Linked DNA regions of Hordeum vulgare: region 1 is linked to region 2. A link is a contact called in public Hi-C data. All regions are on one chromosome and are shown on one strand. Each heading gives the region's core, a stretch centred on a gene start, on an enhancer-like site or on the middle of the called end of the contact. The rest is flanking DNA. Distances are from core to core; before and after follow the strand shown.

What was found. Hi-C and Micro-C count contacts between places; a contact is called where the count stands out from the background.
Region 1: a contact with region 2 is called in a Hi-C map of seedling, with 2.8 times the contacts expected there. The contact joins two enhancer-like sites. A contact is called at or near these places in 1 of 6 Hi-C or Micro-C datasets (seedling) and 1 of 1 datasets of contacts at active chromatin or transcription factors (embryo).

What each region holds. Positions count from the first base shown.
Region 1 is chr6H:244,232,631-244,237,243 of MorexV3_pseudomolecules_assembly, forward strand. No RefSeq gene overlaps it. Among protein-coding and RNA genes, the nearest start is that of LOC123406199, 430 kb to the right of the region's middle. Within about 2 kb of position 2,166, at least 3 of the 3 cell types and tissues checked have open chromatin away from gene starts, as enhancers often do. A contact at or near this core is called in seedling, where this site is marked.
Region 2 is chr6H:243,280,746-243,284,825 of MorexV3_pseudomolecules_assembly, forward strand. No RefSeq gene overlaps it. Among protein-coding and RNA genes, the nearest start is that of LOC123403166, 350 kb to the left of the region's middle. Within about 2 kb of position 2,811, at least 3 of the 3 cell types and tissues checked have open chromatin away from gene starts, as enhancers often do. A contact at or near this core is called in seedling, where this site is marked.

The DNA of each region.
Region 1 (4,613 bases), core at 916-3,415, 950 kb after region 2:
TATTCAACAATCATAATCATAGGGGTTAGTCCTCAGAAATAATGTACATAATAGTCCACCATACTTCCTGATTGGTCTCATACTTCTTTAACTACCTCCAAAGACCGACACTCAGACAGACACTTGACTAGTCAACCAGTCGTCCTTGTCCGTGGACACGGCTACTCGAATAGTTTTGACTCTACAGAGGGTGTACTCTTTACCCACAGCCAACAGTTTTCGATAGTCACTCGGACTAATCCCGCGTACGGTATTTTAGAAGTAAACTCTCATAACCAGCACACACCGATTTTTCCTCCGCGAATCCCGGCATCACCCGGACTACGCTGCCAAGGCAAAACCATAAGACGGGGACGCTCCGACCTCGACTTGAATGGGATCAAAATCTATACCGCGTGCTCACGGAAAGTGCCCTCCCTTCCGGTCGCAGACTGGAAACACCCATGCCCCTGACCGGATGACTGGATTTAATCCAGGGACCTGGATACCTTCATCTTGGCCCCTCTACTTGGTGTGTGACTGATAATAGGTCTACAACTGACTATACCGAAGAGATTATCCAGGAAACTATGGTAGTACGATGGGAAAGGTGACACACAGACAAGACTCGATCTATGGTCGACTTAGGAGGTTTAATATTATTCCTGCAAGGATTAGTACCACACAATCTTGCTAAAGATATTATCTCCGGGTTACTACCATCACACCCCGACATGCTTTCACTGACCACTTTCGTCCCACGAGGCGTCACCCTATAGTCTCATTTCCACCAGAAACACCTTACTCCGAGGTTGTCCAGACCAACGTAGCATACTAAGTATGAGGCAATAACCACTCACCGCTTGCCTTCCAAAAACTTAGCAACATCAATATCCATCACATGCTATTATGCAAGGTATTATTTCATGCGAGATTTTTATCAACATAACCTAAAATCATGCAATATATGCACCACCACAATCATCACACAACTTTATGCAAATTTGGATTCAAGATGCTTGCCTTAGGGTTTTGAGGAGGGTGATGTATATCCCACATCTTGGAGTAGGTATCCTCTCTTCAAAATCCTAATTTGAAAAATAATTGAATCAACACACAAACATTAAAAGACACACAAAAGTTGTTTGAATACTTTTAAAATAAATATGTAAACAAACTAGAGGCCGTTAGAAAATGGTAGGAAAAAGAATCAGTCCATTTGGACTTTCCTATAAAAAGTTATAGCCATATTAAGATTCTCCTAGAATCTGTTTTAAAAATCTATTCTAAAATAAAACGCTTCGGAAACGAATGCGCTTTCTAGAACTGAAAACGTATTTTGAGGGAGGCATTTACCTACGGGGGAGGCGCAACAGTAGGCAGCACCACGCGGGGCTGAGGCTGGCTCGCCGACAGGCGGGACCCGCCTGTCGGATCCTCCTGCTTCCTCCCGTGCGAGCGTGGGCAGAGCAGAGGAGATCTTCCGGCGAGGCTCGCCAGCGGCACAGGGCACCTCCCTACGCGCTACGACTATGCACATGCTCGTGGGGGCACACCGCATCCATTTTTGGCGGTTAGGAGAGCAACATAGCTCAGGGCTGGGCGAAGCTTCAACAATGGCGGACGACGTTTCCGATTCGGTTGGTTCAGCTTACAGTGCCTTCTTGTCGAGCTCGAGAGGTGGCGCAGCTTCGAGAGGGTCTAGGGAGTGCGGTTGGTGCGGTGGGGTGCAATAGGGGCTTCGGCTGTGGCGGATCTCATCAGAGAGTTGCGACGGTGCTACTGTCACAAACGAGCAGCTCCGACAGAATTGAGGCGAGGGGGAGGGGGCTAAGATTCAGGAGAGGCTACTGAGGAGCTCAGAGGGGCTCAAGGACTCCTTTTATAGCTGGTTTAGATCGGTTCTGCAGCGGCCTCCGAATAAGAACGCAGGAGACAGAGCTACCGGTGGTTCAGGCACACAGCGGCGATAGCAGGGCGTCTGGGGCAGCAAGGCAGCGAGCAGCTGGTGCACGAGAGGTGGTCTAGGGAGTAGGTGGCTGGCTGAGGCTGCTTGGGCGGTGTCGGCCACTGCAGCGACACAGAACAATCCACGCCCGTCGCGCTGCCGCTGCACTGGTCGCGCACAGGGGTGGCGACCAACTGTCAGGGAAGGGGGCTCGGCGCGGCTCTAGAAGCTAACCAAAGTCGCAAGGGGCGTGGTGACGCGGCGGCACGAACAAGCGCGTGCAACACGTGGGCTCTCGGGCACGCTCACCAGGTGCTCGATGAAATGTTGGTGTGGTCTACCATGATCTGTTGTAGCTAACACTTAACAGGGGTGGGTTAGAAGGTAAGGCAAGGCTACTGGACATGAGGGTCTGGCTGGGGAGGCAACTCCACAGTGCACGTCCAAACTCATTCTAAATCTAGGCATGCACCACAAGTGCTTGATTAATTGCAAGAGGCCTCCAATGAGCTTTGATGCCAACCCAATCCTCCAAATTAGGGTCTCACTAGGTTCTAGCAATTGTGGTGAGGTTAGTTTGGCAAAAAGCAAAACTAGCTAATGCAAGATTTTGAAACATATATTGATTGACAAAATCTTGAAGCTATCATCACATGCACTTAAAATCATCCAATGGGGCTCATCTCTTGGAGTTAAGATTTTGGTAGGGTTCCATACAAGCATGCAAAATTTCAAAGCAAATAGAGGGTGAAACAATATGGTTGTAGTACAAATCATCAAACTGGACCAGAACAGAAAAATGAATGTTATGCTAGTTTTTTCCAAAGCACATAGTGGGGTTTTTGCACAAAAGTGGATCTCATGCATCACTTGACATCCCCAAATTTTTATAGATTTTTTGAAATATTATTTCTAGGGGTTGTAGTACAAACTCAAATCTGGACCAGATTAGAAAAGAAGTTAATGTTCTCAAAAATTTCAAAACACTTGGGTAAGTTTTTGCATAGATGTGATCCAAGGACATCATAGGTCAACTTCAAGTTTGTATAGAATTTTCAGAAGTGGTCACAAGGTTGTAGTGCAAAACAGGTCCTTAAAGAAAATATAAGTCATTTTTCAATAAAGGAAACATTGGAAAAATATTAAAATAAATTCTCCCATGAAATTTCCAGAAGAAAAGAAATGTTCTGATGCAAGTACTTGAGGTTCCCACATAAATTTTCAAAAACTTTTACTTAGGGAAAGCATCTTTATAAAGGAGTGTTTCATAGATTAATTGAAATCCAGAAATTCAGATATTTAATTAAGCATGGACAAAATAATATCCCATCTAATAAAGAATTCAAGAGGGTCTCAAGTAAGAGCTCAAGCACTAAATGATCTACAAAAATACCACTTGAAGAGAAATCTTTTGTAAAGAGACCTAGAGAAAAGTCATGAAGCAACTTATTTCTCAAAACTTTTGGTTCTAGGCAATATTTTATTTCATAAAAATATTATTAAAATTTTGGGGTGTGACGGACACTACCCCCTTTAAAAATAAATATCGTCCCACATATTTTCTTAGGGAACAAAAATAATTCACTCATGGAAGCATGGAACAGGATCACTCAGTTGCACGTACAAACAAGGCAATCATATAGAAAACAATCACTCATATGCGGTTGCAAACAATGCAATCAAATAATACATCGCTACTCACCTAGCATTAGGAAAAACATACTACCGGACTAACGTACAGTCTAAGGACGGTCAACGGGATACATGCAAGGGGTTGCCGAGAAAATATTCTCGGTCAGGGAAAACACATTTCACTTCTCCTAGAAGGAGTTTTGAAAATCATGTCCCCCCTTGGTCTGACAACAATCACATACCAATGGAAGATTTGAAAATTTTCCACTAGTCTGGGTGAGAATTATTCCACCCGTTGATCGGTCAACACCCTTGGTGATGACCTAAAGGGCAAGGGATGGGCAAACCAGGGCTCCTCCATACTGGGTTGTGAGGCAACACAACTACCTATGTGTGTTTGTATCCAGAACTTCCGGACGAATCCAAGTGGTTACTCATGGGGAGGACTCGCTCGGGGTAGCGTACTTGGCGAGAAGTGCTAGGAGAGGTCATGGGTGGCCCAAAAGGTACCTGGTTTAGGGACAGACAGTATGACACTCATGTGACCTGGTTCATCGGGGTGGAAACTCGGGTATCAACTCCGAGGTGATACATCACTCGGGTAGCTGGCTTGGTGGATAGGTGGCCACACCCAAAAATTTAATCTAAGGCCATGCGGATTAGTAAATTTACTTATAAAAACAAGGTGTGCAGGCATCCTGCAATGTTATTAAAAACCGTTCTATCACAATCACGTGAATACAACGTTACATGGTAACGTGGTTACTAGGACTTGACAGCTACTTTGATGGACTCGCTCAGCCTTCACTGGCCTCTGAGCTGGAGGGCTCAGTAACCAATAAGGCCCCTCTATTCGCCGAGGCTCCTGAGTCAACAGGGCCATGGAGTGGGGCTGCAGGGTTGAAGTGGCGACGACGTCTCGGACGATGTGCTCTTGGCACAACTTCACTACAAAAGGCATCCAAACTGCGGTGAAGTTCTGCCGAGGTCATGAAGGATTCAATAGGTCTTCCAACCAAGATGTGCTGGTTGCTGGAGGCGGTTGCGGCTTCAT
Region 2 (4,080 bases), core at 1,561-4,060:
TTTCACCCCCAGACCCACGGGCAAATGGATCAAGTGAATCAAATACTCGAGGACATGCTCCATGCGTGTGTTTTGGCATATGGGACTAAATGCAAAGACCACTTGCCCTTCACCGAGTTCTCCTACAACAACAGCTACCAGTCGAGCCTTAAGATGGCACCATTTGAGGTGTTGTATGGACACAAGTGCCGCACTCCCCTTAACTGGTCAGAAACTTGAGAAGGGCTATTTTTCGGACCAGAGATCCTCCCATAAGCCGAAGAGCAAGTGCACCTCGTCAGAGAACGTGTGAAGACCGCCAAGTCTAGACAGAAGAACTATGCCGAGTCCCGTCGCCGGGAAGTGAGTTTCAGCAACGGAGACCATGTCTATCTTCAAGTCATGCCTCTCAAGGGGACCAAGGGCTTCCATGTCAAAGGGAAGATCGTGCCAAGGTACATAGGCCCCTTCAAGAGCACTTCAAGTTGAGGAGAAGTTGTCTACCAGCTAGAGCTACCTTCCGAGCTCTCAGATGTGCACAATGTTTTCCACTTGTCGCATCTCCGGATGTGCCTTCAATTTCCCAACCACCTCGATCTCTACAAGGACATCAATCATCAGGCCATCGACCTTCATCCAGACCTCACTTATCGTGAGAGACAAATCCGCATCTTGGGTGAAGCGGAGTGTTGCACCAGATGCCGCACCATCTAGTACTTCAAGGTCCACCAGAGACAAATCCGCATCTTGGGTGAAGCAGAAGTAACCTAGGATCATGAAGACTACCTTAGATCAGAGTTTCCTTCTCTTTTTAGCGCTTAGACTAGGAATCTCGGGGAAGAGATTCTTGTAAGGGGTGTGGGTCTGTCACAACATGTGTTTCCACCACTTTGCCATATTATGTTTTTACAAAATTCAGAACCAATTAAAACTTTTTGTGTGCTTGTGATGGTTGATCTGGTTGATACTTGCTCGTGTTATTGATTGTGTTTTAAATCGCAAAAAAAATTCTTGTCTCAAGAACTCATCTCCTTGACCCCAAACCTTTGCCCAATGATCATGTCATGTGTATAGGACCATAAACTATTTTTTATAAAATCACAAACAAAATTCTTGTCTCAATAACCCCCGAGTTGAGATTTGTACTACAAGTCCTCAATTTAGGAGAAATGTTTTACCCAAAAGAACTTATTTGGATCCTATTATCAAAAAGACTTCCCAAAACCACAAAATAATTATTTTAAAAGTTATTTTCCTATTTTATTTAAATACTTCTTTCTGATACCAAAAAAGGTAATTCATAGGGAAAAATTATTTTCTTACTTAAAAAATATTTAAGAAAATATAGGGAATCTGAGTGAACATATATTTTCCATATATAAGAGTTTGAACACATGGTCATGTTCAAAATATTGGACAAAACTCCGCAAAAACCCTTTCTGCCTATTTCAAGCTTTTGAGATATTCCCATGGGAAATATTCGCAATATATTGCTTGAAAATTGTAGCAAGTTACACATGATGTATGTGGTGATCCTCCAAAGTTGAATCTCAATCCCAGTTGGTTTGGTTCAACAAAATAGCCCCAAACCCTCAGTGTTCAGAACCAAATTTGAGCAAGTTTACATTGCGAAGTTTATCCAATTGTACTCAAACTTTACACGAGTGATCTAGACCCCAAATAAGAAAGCTACACCAAGTTGTGCATATGTGGGGATATATTAGCCTATCCTAGGCTTTAGAAATATGATTTTGTCCATTTTTACGGTTTTTCAAGTTTGCATTACCAACTTTTCTCAAATGAGCTCAAGTTTGTGATACCTCTTGTTTTTACCCACAACTCCATCTTGTTAAGCCTCACAACAATTGGGAAAAAGAATCTTGCCCAAAACCCCATTAAACACCTTTAGGCAGAGACCTAAAACTACTCCTTAGCCCCCAAAACTATTCCCTTGCCACCAAAATGTTACCACAGCTTCTCTCAGACCCAGAGCACCACCACGAGCCACCCCAACGTCTAGATGCATGATTGAGGGGGTGAAAGTCCACTTGCTCCCCTCTAGACAACATCTTTTCTCCCCTCTCTCTGTTCGCTCCCTTTCCTAGCCAGCATCCTGAGCATGCAACCCTCCCTCCCCCTTTAGAGCATCTCCAACAGTCTGTATGTTCAATCGTTGGTATAAGTGTCCACGTCAACAACCAACAGCACATCATACAAGCTCTTCAATGGAGTGTATGTTAATTGTATGTAAAGTAATTAAGGGGGTCAATTAAATATTAAAGAAATAACCATGCTTGCCTCGGAGCTTGTGCCTGAACCGTTGCTTCAAGTTCATACGATGTCATTCTCTCTCTTCTTTTATTGTACGTCATGTCATCAAAATCATCTACGTGACAATTTTATCAACGATGATCGTACGATCATTGGAGATGCCCTTATTTATTTCCCCTACATCCTGTCGACACCATGCCAGAGCAGGTGAGAAACATCATCATGTCGGCCACACTTGCACTCTGGAATGCGGTACACGACAGCTGAAGTGCTGACCTCACTCCGTGCCCATCACCTGGCCTCTTCGAGCCCCTCCCGCGAGCAAGCAGCTCCGTCTCAACGACCAACTCGCGCCAAGTCCTCGGCCTGTCCTCTCTGCCCCTCCTGCTGCTCCCCACGCATGTGCGTGGTGCCGCCAGAGACCCCCAATGAGTGAGGTCACATAGGCGATGCCCAGAGCCCCTCTACTTGTCCCCAACCCCCACTGCAACATCGCTTGCAGTCCCTAGGTCGTGCCCATGCCACGCGGCCGGCCACAACAGTCCAAGGCCTCGCGCCCGAGCCCTCCCGTGCATGCTACTCACTGTCGCCACCGCGCGCCTATAGTAAGGCCTCCCCGAGGCCCCCTCACCTCTGGACTCTCTTCCCCGACCCCAATCGCACGCCTAGACCACCTCTTCCCCCTCTCCTACTCTCTGCGCTCGGGATCGAGGCGAGCGCCGCCATCTCTGGACACCGGTGCCAGCATGGTAGGGAGTTCCTCCGCCCCTGTTCCTCTATGATCTGGAGCCATGGGACGGTTGTCACCCTTTCCCCCCTGCTTGCCGCCTTGTTTGCATCCAGGAACAACTCCGGTGGTCGTCACCTGAAGCTCCCTGTGTTGCATGCCTCATCACCAGCGAACCCCTAAGCCCCGACGACCTCCTCCACCTCTCACTAATCAGGGGTATCGCCGTGTGTCTATCTCTGCCATCGTCGCGTCAATCCATCGCCGGAGTCACTGCCGGTGAGCTCCTCCCCTTCACTGTCGTGGGGAAGGAGATGACCGATGGGCTCCACCTATCATCTTGTTCCCTCTCTTCTCTCCTCTCTGGGCCACTGACAGGAAGGGCCCATGGTCAGGGTTGAACGCACGCGTCACACGCGCCTGGTTCGGCTAGGTCATCTCAGCTACCAGCTTTGGCCCACAAAGGCATAGTGTCTTTTCTGTTCTTCTATTTTATCTGCAACTTGTAAAAATTAACTAGGATTAAATAATGGTCCAAATGCAATGGTTCAAAATCCTAAATTTTCCAAAAACCTAAGCTATTTAATGGTGTGACTTGTGTAATTTTTACACAAAGAATTATGCTTTTTTGTTTAAAACCCTAGTTATGAATATTTTAACTATCTATTAAAATGCCTTGTGATACTTTTTACAATTAAAATTCAAAATCCAATATTTTTTACAAGACTTATATTAACTCTAGTATTTTACAAAAATAGGTTGACATTTTTCTGAGTGTGTTATTTTTACAGTTTTTGCTATGGCCTTATTATTGTCGTTATAATTGTGACGATAGATTGCGTTGTTGACATGGGGCTTGGACCAGAAGACTTTGTAGACCCCAGAGACTTTGTTAAGCCAGGCAAAAAAGCCCCTTGAAGATGACTTGAAACCATTTATGCATGTCATATGGAATTTTATTTCATTGCATCAGAAGCATGTTGAATGGGTGACCACCTCGGTGGGTTGTCTCTGATGTTTCCTCGTTGATACTTGCACTGAGCATGACCCTACCATCCTATGAGGATCGTGCGGGTCGTAAGTAGTTTGGTCGCTAGTAGTTT